Linked DNA regions of Mus musculus: region 1 is linked to region 2. Evidence: chromatin contacts called from public Hi-C data. All regions are on one chromosome and are shown on one strand. Each heading gives the region's core, a stretch centred on a gene start, on an enhancer-like site or on the middle of the called end of the contact. The rest is flanking DNA. Distances are from core to core; before and after follow the strand shown. Region 1 holds the start of Dnase1l2 (deoxyribonuclease 1-like 2). Region 2 holds the start of Prss32 (protease, serine 32).

Region 1 (4,375 bases), core at 1,240-3,739, 590 kb after region 2:
CAATAAGGATAGGGAGCTGGCATGGTGTGGAGGAGCCAGCATCCTCCAGGCTGGGAAGTGAACAACAACAATGGAAATAGACCTACTGGACAGTAAGACCAGGCTCTGCAGCCTCGGTACAGAGGTCTCAGAAAGCAGAGGCCCCATCCAACCTGTGGGTAGTCCTGGCCAAGAGCGGCTTGTTTATTAAGCATGCAGCTATGTGCCTGGCGCTGCTCGGTTCTCCTCACAGCAGCCCGATGAGGTAGGTGATGTTAGTTCACCTTGCAGATGAGGAAATGGGAGCTTTAAGGAGTCCTGTAAATGTGTTCACAGCCATTGTCCACACCAGCTGGTCCGACCCTGTGTCCTCAGTGGGTGGGTGGCCTGCCACCTGAATGATTCACTGTGGTGCCAGTCCTTGTGGTAATAGTCTGCAGGTGGCATATCCTGAGGCCTTGGCTCTCAGTGAGTCTTGAAAGTCACTTCCACAGGAAAATGGTCACTGATGGCAAGAGCCTGGAAGGAGAGGGGTTGGGGGAGTCTCAGCGGTTCAGCAGGGCAGCGTTTTCTCTAGCTGCCCCCTCCCCCCAAACATACACACACATACACACACACACACACACACACACACACCACCACCACCACCACCACCACCACCACCACCACCAAGAAGGCAGTGAAGGCTTGGTAGCCATTCTTGGGCCTCATACTGCCTCCATGTGGCAGAGAACAGAAGTGTGCCAACAGTCCCTTCCTGGGGGCTTGGCACTCTAAGGACCCTTGGCGATAATTGCTTTTGCTAGAGCAAGCATCAGTGTAAACTCCCAGCAGGTGAGCATTTCTGTGAGCCCTCTCCTGAGGGGGCTGACTAGTATGTCTGCTGGAGCCCTGTCCACACTCACCTGGGTCTGATCTAGGTCAAATTCCTCCTGAAAGTTGTGAACTGAGGCTGAGTGGGGCTTCAGGCTCCTGCGCAGATGGGCGCCACTCACTACAATCCGGTCATAGGCACAGTCTGAGTTGCCCACTGTGGTGTCCGCACTGTCTGGGATGAGCCATTTAAACACCTCACTGCTTCGAAGGCGGATCGATGGCCAGTCATGCGCCTTCACGTACTTGCAATCGGCATTAAAGTCACCCAGAAACAGCATGTCCTGTAGGCAAGCACAGCCAGTACATCTTAGCAGTGCTCAGTAGTCCAGACCTCTGAGAACACTTGTGGTCTGGGACGTGAGTTGGGGGCGGGGGGGGGGGTGTTGCCTACATCAGTGTTCCACTTGTCAATGACATCAAGGTACACATCGTAGAGCGCGTCGATCTCTGCCACCGCCTGGTGTGGTGCTGCATGGAGGGGGATCAGCACCAGCTCCTTGGTGGCTGTGGAAGGTGGGGGGATATGAGGGTCAAGGGAAGCCTGGAAGAGGTAGGCTTGTCTGGGAGAGGGCAGTATCAACTCACCACAGCTAGGAACTGAGAATTTGACCACAAAAGGCTCCCGGCTGAAAGCGTCCTCTGGGTCTGGATACTGGTACGTGCTCACCACTGACGCTACATCTTTCCTGGGAGCAGCAGAGAACAAGATGTCTGGAGCTGCTTACCTCTGCCCCAATGTGTCCCCTCCCCGCAACCCGCCTCTCACCTGTAAACAAACAGGTACATTTCCTTGTACTGGTCACGTCCGAGTGGCTTGCTGCTCACAAAGCCGTACTCGTGCTTGGACACTCTGCGGAGAGAGACGCCAGTCCCTGGGTCAAGGCACCGAACCAAGCTTGTGATCTTGGCTGGGGTTGTGGGGCCCAGCCCTGCCACACCTGTTAATTTGCTCCATGAGCAAGGACACTGCACTTAGGTCTGGGTCTCGTACCTCTTGCACCAGGGCGATATCATAGCCGGCCAGGATCTGGAGGAAAACCCACAGATGCACCGTCCCAATCAGCCTAATTGCCCAGAGCCTAGCTCCTGGTTCCCATCTGCTCCCCACTTCCCAAGCCCTCCCTCACTCACCCTCCATTGCTCCCAGCCCATCCCCACCCCACTTGGCCTCACCTGTGCTATGACACTGCCACAGTCTGGATCTGACACTTTGTTGTCTCCAAAGCTCTGAACATTGAAGGCTCCAATCCGCAGCGCTGTGGCTCCCATGACCCCCAGTGCCCAAACTGCTGTCAGCGGGGCCCAGGGCCAACCCATGACAAAAGCAGAAAACCTCGAGACAGAAATGTCCCAGAGTAACACCAAACCATACCAAGTCACAGCATGTCTGTAACCAACTAGATCTGGCACCCAGGATTGGCCTGCAGCCCGACACACTCCCGTGTTTCTCCAGTGTGTATGGGGACAGTGATGTCATTGCAAGGCTGGAAAGATTCGATTTCCATGCAGTCTCTGGCCCAGCCCAGCCCCTTGGACTTACCTGGGCTGTGAATAAAATATCCCAAGTCAGTGAGATTCAGTCCAGACTGAGGGCCTAAGATGGCTCAAGATGAACTGCAGTCTTGGACCCACAATAGCTCTGATTTTAAAGCACTCAGGTATTTGATGCCCTGGACCAGGAAGGGGCTGGGCTACAATGGGAACCACCCCTTCCATGGGGTGGATTCCAGAACTGGCTCCCATTCCAGAGACCCAAGAGGGCAAGGGACAGAGCATATGCTAAGCCATTTCCATTAACTGAAAATCAGGGCAAAAACCCCTAGCCACCTCAACACTATACCGAAAGGGACAGCCATGCCCATGGCCAACTTCTCTTTCTTCCTAGAGTTGTATCCCCTCAGGGAAGCAGGCTGAGAAATTAAGAAAGCCCAGCCCTAGCCTGCTCTGCCATCTCCTGCTGCTTCTCCAACACTGGCCCATCACAGAAGCAAGCATCAGCTACTCGGGCTGACCCAAGTTCCTAGGTCTCTAGACCAACCTCATAGCCCCTGGCAGTCCCAGATTTGGAAGCTGAGAAGGAACACCTCATACCCTAGCAGACCTGGGAAAACTGGAGTCACAGATCCAGCTAGGTAGGGTAGGAGGCTGTCTGTCAACATGCCAGAGACACCCACGCGCCTTGAGGCGCCACCAGGGCTAGAAGCCAAGAGTGTTGCTAGAGGGTGGCCTAAGCAGGCAAGTGTGTCCAGAGGGTACCTATGAAGGCAGTTGTGCCAGCCCCAGAGGCTGCCTCTACCCAATCACAACAAACTGCAGGTTTTTTATGTTTTATTGTAAAGCAGAAAACAAACAAACAAAAACAATCCCAAAACTGCCTGTTCTCTCTCTCTCTCTCTCTCTCTCTCTCTCTCTCTCTCTCTCTCTCTCTCTCCTTTGGCTGCCTGAAGTCTTCTGACCAGGCAAGTGCGGGCAGACACTCAGGGTCCTCGATCTTCCACAGCAGAGGCCCTCAAACTATACGATGACCGTCTGTACCTCAAGCTGGCCCTCTGGTGAAGCAATGACCAGCTCTCCTCCGTGCTCAAGGATCTCTATGTCCTCTGATGACACCATTGTCACAGTGGCCTGTTCAGTACTGTTTGGACCTGCCCGGGCTGTGAGCACAGTACCCTCACTGATCGCTGAAGCCAGTGTCATGGCCACCTGCTCAGTAAGACTCTCAGGAGTGGCAATGGTGATCGTGTCTGCAGCAGTTGCCTCCGAACCCAGTGCTGTCTCCTGGTCCATGGTGACATTCTGCACGATGATCTGGTGCCCAGCACCAGCCTGGTGCACGATCTGCTGGACCACCTTCATGATGTGACTGTCCACCTGCAGAGAGCATGGCTCAGCCTGAGGGGCTGCCCAGCAGTCCGGTGATCCTCCCATCCCTCACCCAGACCCTCACCTCTGTCTGCGTGCCCTCAATGATCTCGGTGGCTTCACTGGTCTCTGTGTCATCTGCAGTGGCCTGGACAGTTGACTGGAGGTCATCATGGGCTGTCCCGAGTCCAAACCTGCCCCACCATCTTTATACCTACCTCAATAATGTACTCTTGGGTATCAGCTACCACAGACGAGAACTCCACCAGCACGGTGTGGGGGTCTTCTGCAAGCACAGTGGCAGCCGCAGAAGGGCTCTCCTCAGACACCAGCAACTCCTCCACTTCTAGCAGGCAGCCCCCTGCCAACAGAGATGGTCAGCCCAGTCTGGGCCACTTGACCCCAGCCCTCACGCCCTCACCCTCTCCTGCCACGTGTGGCTCAAACCTTTAGTGCGCAGGTGCCGGTTGAGTGTGCCATGCTCCGCGAAGCCACGGCCACACTTGTAGCACTTGAAAGGTTTCTCGCCTGTGTGGTGCCTCACATGCCGCACCAGAGAGCCCTTCTCCCGGAAGCCTCGGCTGCAGAACTGGCACACGTGGGGCTTTTCTTCCAGGTGTGTCCGGAAGTGTACTTGCTGGGCATTCTAGGGAGACCT
Region 2 (4,494 bases), core at 1,300-3,799:
CTTCCTTCCTTTCTTTTTTTTTTTTTTTTAAAGATTTATTTATTTATTATATGTAAGTACACTGTAGCTGTCTTCAGACACTCCAGAAGAGGGAGTCAGATCTCGTTACAGATGGTTGTGAGCCACCATGTGGTTGCTGGGATTTGAACTCCGGACCTTCGGAAGAGCAGTCGGGTGCTCTTACCCACTGAGCCATCTCACCAGCCCCTTTCCTTCCTTTCTTAAAGATTTATTTATTTCTGTTTTATATGTTTGAGAGTTTTTCCTGCATGGATCTAAGTGCATCACACGCATGCAGTACCCACAGAGGCCAGAAGAGGGCATCAGATCCCCAGAACTAAGGTTACAGATGATTGTGAGCAGCCATGTTTTCGGAATCCAAGCCTGTTCCTTAACAATAGCACTAAGTGCTCTTAAGCAGAGCGTCTCTCCGGCTCTCTACCCCCGTTTGTTTATTTTGAGACAGACTCTTTGGAGCCTGGGGCTTGCTGATGAGACTTGACTGGCCAGCAACCTCCAGTAATCTGTCTTTGCTTCCCTAGCAGACTACAAGAGCATGCCATCAGGCCTAGCTAGCCAGTACAGAAAGCATTTAACTGGGGGCTAGCTTATAGTTTCAGAGGATTAGCCCATGATCATCATGATGGAAGATAGGCAGGCATGGTTCTAGACAGTAGCTGAGAGCTTTATATCCTGATGCACAGGCAGCAGGCTGAGAGACATTGGCCTGGTGTGGACTATTGAAACCTCAACGTCTGCAGAGACTAAAGGAAAGGCCATCCAGAGACTGTCCTATCTGGGGATTCATCCCATACACAGTTACCAAACATAGACACTATTGTGGATGCCAAGAAGTACATGTTGAAAAGAGCCTGATATGATTGTCAGATATACCCTGCCAGAGCCTTACAAATACAGAAGTGGATGCTCACAGCCAACCATTGAACTGAGCGCAGGGTCCCCAATAGAGGAGTTAGAGAAAGGACTGAAGGAGTTGAAGGGATTTGCAACCCCACAGGAAGAACAACAATATCAACCAACCAGTCCCCCAGAACTCCCAGGGACTAGGACATCAACAAAGGAGTACACATGGCTCCAGCTGCATATGTTGCAGAGGATGGCTTTGTCATGAGTCAATGGGAGGGGAGGTCCTTGGTCCTATGAAAGCTTGATAGATGCCCCAGTGTAGGGGAATCAAGGGCTTGGAGGTGGGAGTGGGTGGGTGGGTGGAGGAACACTCTCATAGAAGCAGGGGAAGGGAGAATGGGATAGGGAGTTTTGGGTAGGGGGAACCGGGAAAGGGGATAACATTTGAAATATAAATAAAGAAAATATCCTGCTGGGCGTGGTGGCGCACACCTTTAATCTCAGCACTCGAGGCCAGCCTGGTCTACAAAGCGAGTTCCAGGACAGCCAGGGCTACACAGAGAAACCCTGTCTCGAAAAATCTAAATAAATAAATAAATAAATAAATGAATAAATAAATAAATAAATAAATAAATAAATAGAAAAAATAAAGAAAATATACAATTAAAAAAAAAAGCAACTTCAGCACCCACCCCATGGGATGTGGCACACCTCTTCTAACAAGGCCACACCTCCTAGTTCTTCTCAAATAGTTCTACCAACTGGAGACCAAGCATTCAAATATATGAGCCTAAGGGAGGTGAGGGGGGCATTCTCATTCAAACCACCATAAACTCAAACTCAGTATTGTAGCCTAGCTCTGAACTTTCGACTCAATTGTCTCTACCTCCTGAGCCCTGGAACTGCAGGTGTGTGCTACACCAGCTCATCTGGTTTATGCAGGTACTGGGGATCAAGCGCGGAGCTTTGTGCATGCAGGCAGGTACTCTAGCAACTGACCTATAGCCTAAGCCCTTGTTTTCTTTATTTTAAATTATAAATATATTGGTGAACACATTGCACACAGGATGGAGATGGATGTGGAGACTTTAATATTGGATAAGATGGGGTCTGGGACTGAAGCATAAAGCGACACTGCAGCTGGCGAAGTAATTACTGTGTACAGTTTCCATTTCAGTGGGGGCATCTGGGTGTTTGAAGGCCAGTGAGCCTTTCTGGGAACAATCCTTTTTGAAAGGAGTTGCCTAGAGACTGAGTGAAGGGCAGCCAACAGAAGAGAAGTTTCTAGAGAAGACAAATACCACAGGAGTCTGAAAGGATGTCCACATGCCTCATCCTCCAGCCCAATGCTGGCATGCCCTTCTGCCTAGAGCTAGGCCCATGGCTGCCCTCTGGTGGACAGCGATGGACACGAAGGCTCCCGAGGGTGCCAGGCATACTATACAATGATTCTGCATCAATGAAAGTTGAGGGCCGTGGATGCTGCGGTTCCTGGATCAGGAAGGGGAGGACCAGAGGACCCCAGAGCATGAAGCATGTAGGGAAGTCAGGGTCTCTGTGCCCAGGGACAGTGGACATGTGAGGCCTCTCCCAAGGCTGCAGGGCAGGTGTGGAGGCTGAGCCCCACCCCAGGGCAAGTCCTGAAACCACACCAGAGCTGCAGTCCCTCTTCCTCTTCCTGGAGTATTTGGCCCCAGCAGGTGTACCATGGAGCTGGCTCTGCCTGCCATCCTATTTACCTTCTTTCCTGGAGTTCTTCTGGGGAGTGAGGTCCTCCCAACCGACTCTGACAGCCCGTCTACCACGACAGGCAGGAGGAGCATTGACTTGGACTCAGGTGAGGTGGTGTATGGGGAACGGGAGCTTCGGGAAGATACGTAGAATGCAGGTTTTGTTGTTTGGGTGGCTTTTTTGTTTGTTTTGTTTTTAGTTTTATTCTGTTTCTTTTAGTTTTGATTCCTGGTCTCATTGTAGCTCAGGCTGGCCTCCATTTTACTGCATAGTTGAAGCTGACCTTGAACTCCTGATCCTCCTGATTCAGTCTTCAGGTGCTGGGATTACAGGAAGGAGGCAGCAGAATTATAGGTTTGGAGGCAGACCCAGAGAGCTGTTTGATCCTGGCTCCTTCTGGCCTTATACTAGGCAGGTGCTATTAGGCACCAGGTACCTGAGACATCCTCTGGCCCACACTGGTCAAGCTCCCAGGGGCTGTGACAAACGAGCCAGGTTTGAGGGTATAGAGAAGGGCAGAATAGCCATGTATCACCCAATCCTACTGATTCCTTGCAGTGTGTGGACGTCCCAGGACATCAGGCCGCATCGTGTCAGGACAAGATGCCCAGCTGGGCCGGTGGCCTTGGCAGGTCAGCGTGCGGGAGAATGGGGCGCACGTGTGTGGGGGATCTCTGATTGCTGAGGACTGGGTGTTGACTGCTGCCCATTGCTTCAACCAGTGAGTGTCTCCCTATGGGTCACGTGGGCTGGGGCCTGTTGGATTTCCCTACATTCCTTTCAGATGACTTCATTTCTCCATTTGAACCATAGCTCCTGCCTACTATGGCAGGAGATGAGGCAGGGTCATGCCATTTTATATCTCAGTTACCTGTCTTGTTATTCCTCAAAATCAACTCTTGTATAGAAGGGATGGCTCAGAGGGTAAGAGGGTTTGCTGCACAAGCAAGGTGACTTGAGTTTGAATCCCCTGCCCAAGTTAGTGCAAACAGCCAAGTGTGGCTTATGCCTGGGGTGTATGTGGGAGCACGAGGCTCTCTGGGGACTGCTGACTTCCAGTACAGTTCTAGGTTATGTGGAAAACCCCGTCTCAAGGCTAAGAGTAATAGAGCAGGGTATCTGATGTTACCCTATGCTTTCTGTACACGCCTAGGAACCTGTGTACCCACTGACATACTGACATGCAGACACACACGGTGGGGGGGGGACAGTTACTAAATCAGCCCTTGAGAACCCAAGGTCTTTGTGTATGTATGTGAGCATATGTGAAGTATGTGGCCATGAGTGTTTGAATGTGGGCACAGACATGCCACAGTGCATGTGTGACAGTCAGAGGACACCCTCAGGGGTCACTCCTTATCTTTCACTTTTCTTTTTTGTTATTGTTACTGTTGGTTTTTATTATTTATTTATTTATTTATTTATTTATTTATTTATTTATTTATTTATTTATTTATTTATTTTAAATGTATATGTACAGAGTGTTCTCTTTAATATGTGTAAGTGTTCTGCCTGTAGGCCAGAAGAGGGCACCAGCTTCATTACAGATGGTTGTGAGCCACCTGTGGCTGTTGGGAATTGAACTCAGGTCCTCTAGAAGAGCAGTCACTGCTCTCAACTGATGAGCCATCTCTCCAGCCCTCACCTTGCTTTTTGAGACCAGGCTTCTCTTTTTGTCCACAGCTGTATTTACCGGGCTAGTTGGTCAGGAGCTTTTATTAACTCTCCTGTCTTCACTTCCCGCTTCTCCATAGGGACAGACTGGGGTTGTAGATTTGCACACCACTGGGCCTGGCTTATTCACTGGGTTGTGGAGATCCAAACTGAAGTTTTTATGCTTGTACTGTAAGCGTTCTTACACGTTGACCCATCGGTCTAGGTTCCAAGAATCCAAGG

Evidence for each region. A called contact is a pair of places that touch in the nucleus more often than the background predicts.
Region 1: a contact with region 2 is called in a Hi-C map of embryonic stem cells, with 2.2 times the contacts expected there. The contact joins the promoter of Dnase1l2 here to the promoter of Prss32 in region 2. A contact is called at or near these places in 1 of 39 promoter capture datasets (cranial neural crest) and 1 of 484 Hi-C or Micro-C datasets (embryonic stem cells).

What each region holds. Positions count from the first base shown.
Region 1 is chr17:24,440,612-24,444,986 of GRCm38.p6, forward strand. Dnase1l2 (deoxyribonuclease 1-like 2) reads right to left here and starts at 2,490. Exons shown (of 8, transcript NM_025718.3): 1 at 2,396-2,490; 2 at 2,029-2,188; 3 at 1,794-1,882; 4 at 1,622-1,705; 5 at 1,441-1,541; 6 at 1,247-1,359; 7 at 885-1,136; 8 at 157-498. The coding sequence starts at 2,172. The coding sequence ends at 445. It overlaps E4f1 (E4F transcription factor 1), which reads right to left. Exons shown (of 14, transcript NM_001301784.1): 11 at 4,165-4,363; 12 at 3,936-4,078; 13 at 3,803-3,865; 14 at 3,167-3,726. The coding sequence ends at 3,370.
Region 2 is chr17:23,851,223-23,855,716 of GRCm38.p6, forward strand. It overlaps Prss32 (protease, serine 32), which reads left to right and starts at 2,550. Exons shown (of 5, transcript NM_027220.2): 1 at 2,550-2,704; 2 at 3,157-3,319. The coding sequence starts at 2,575.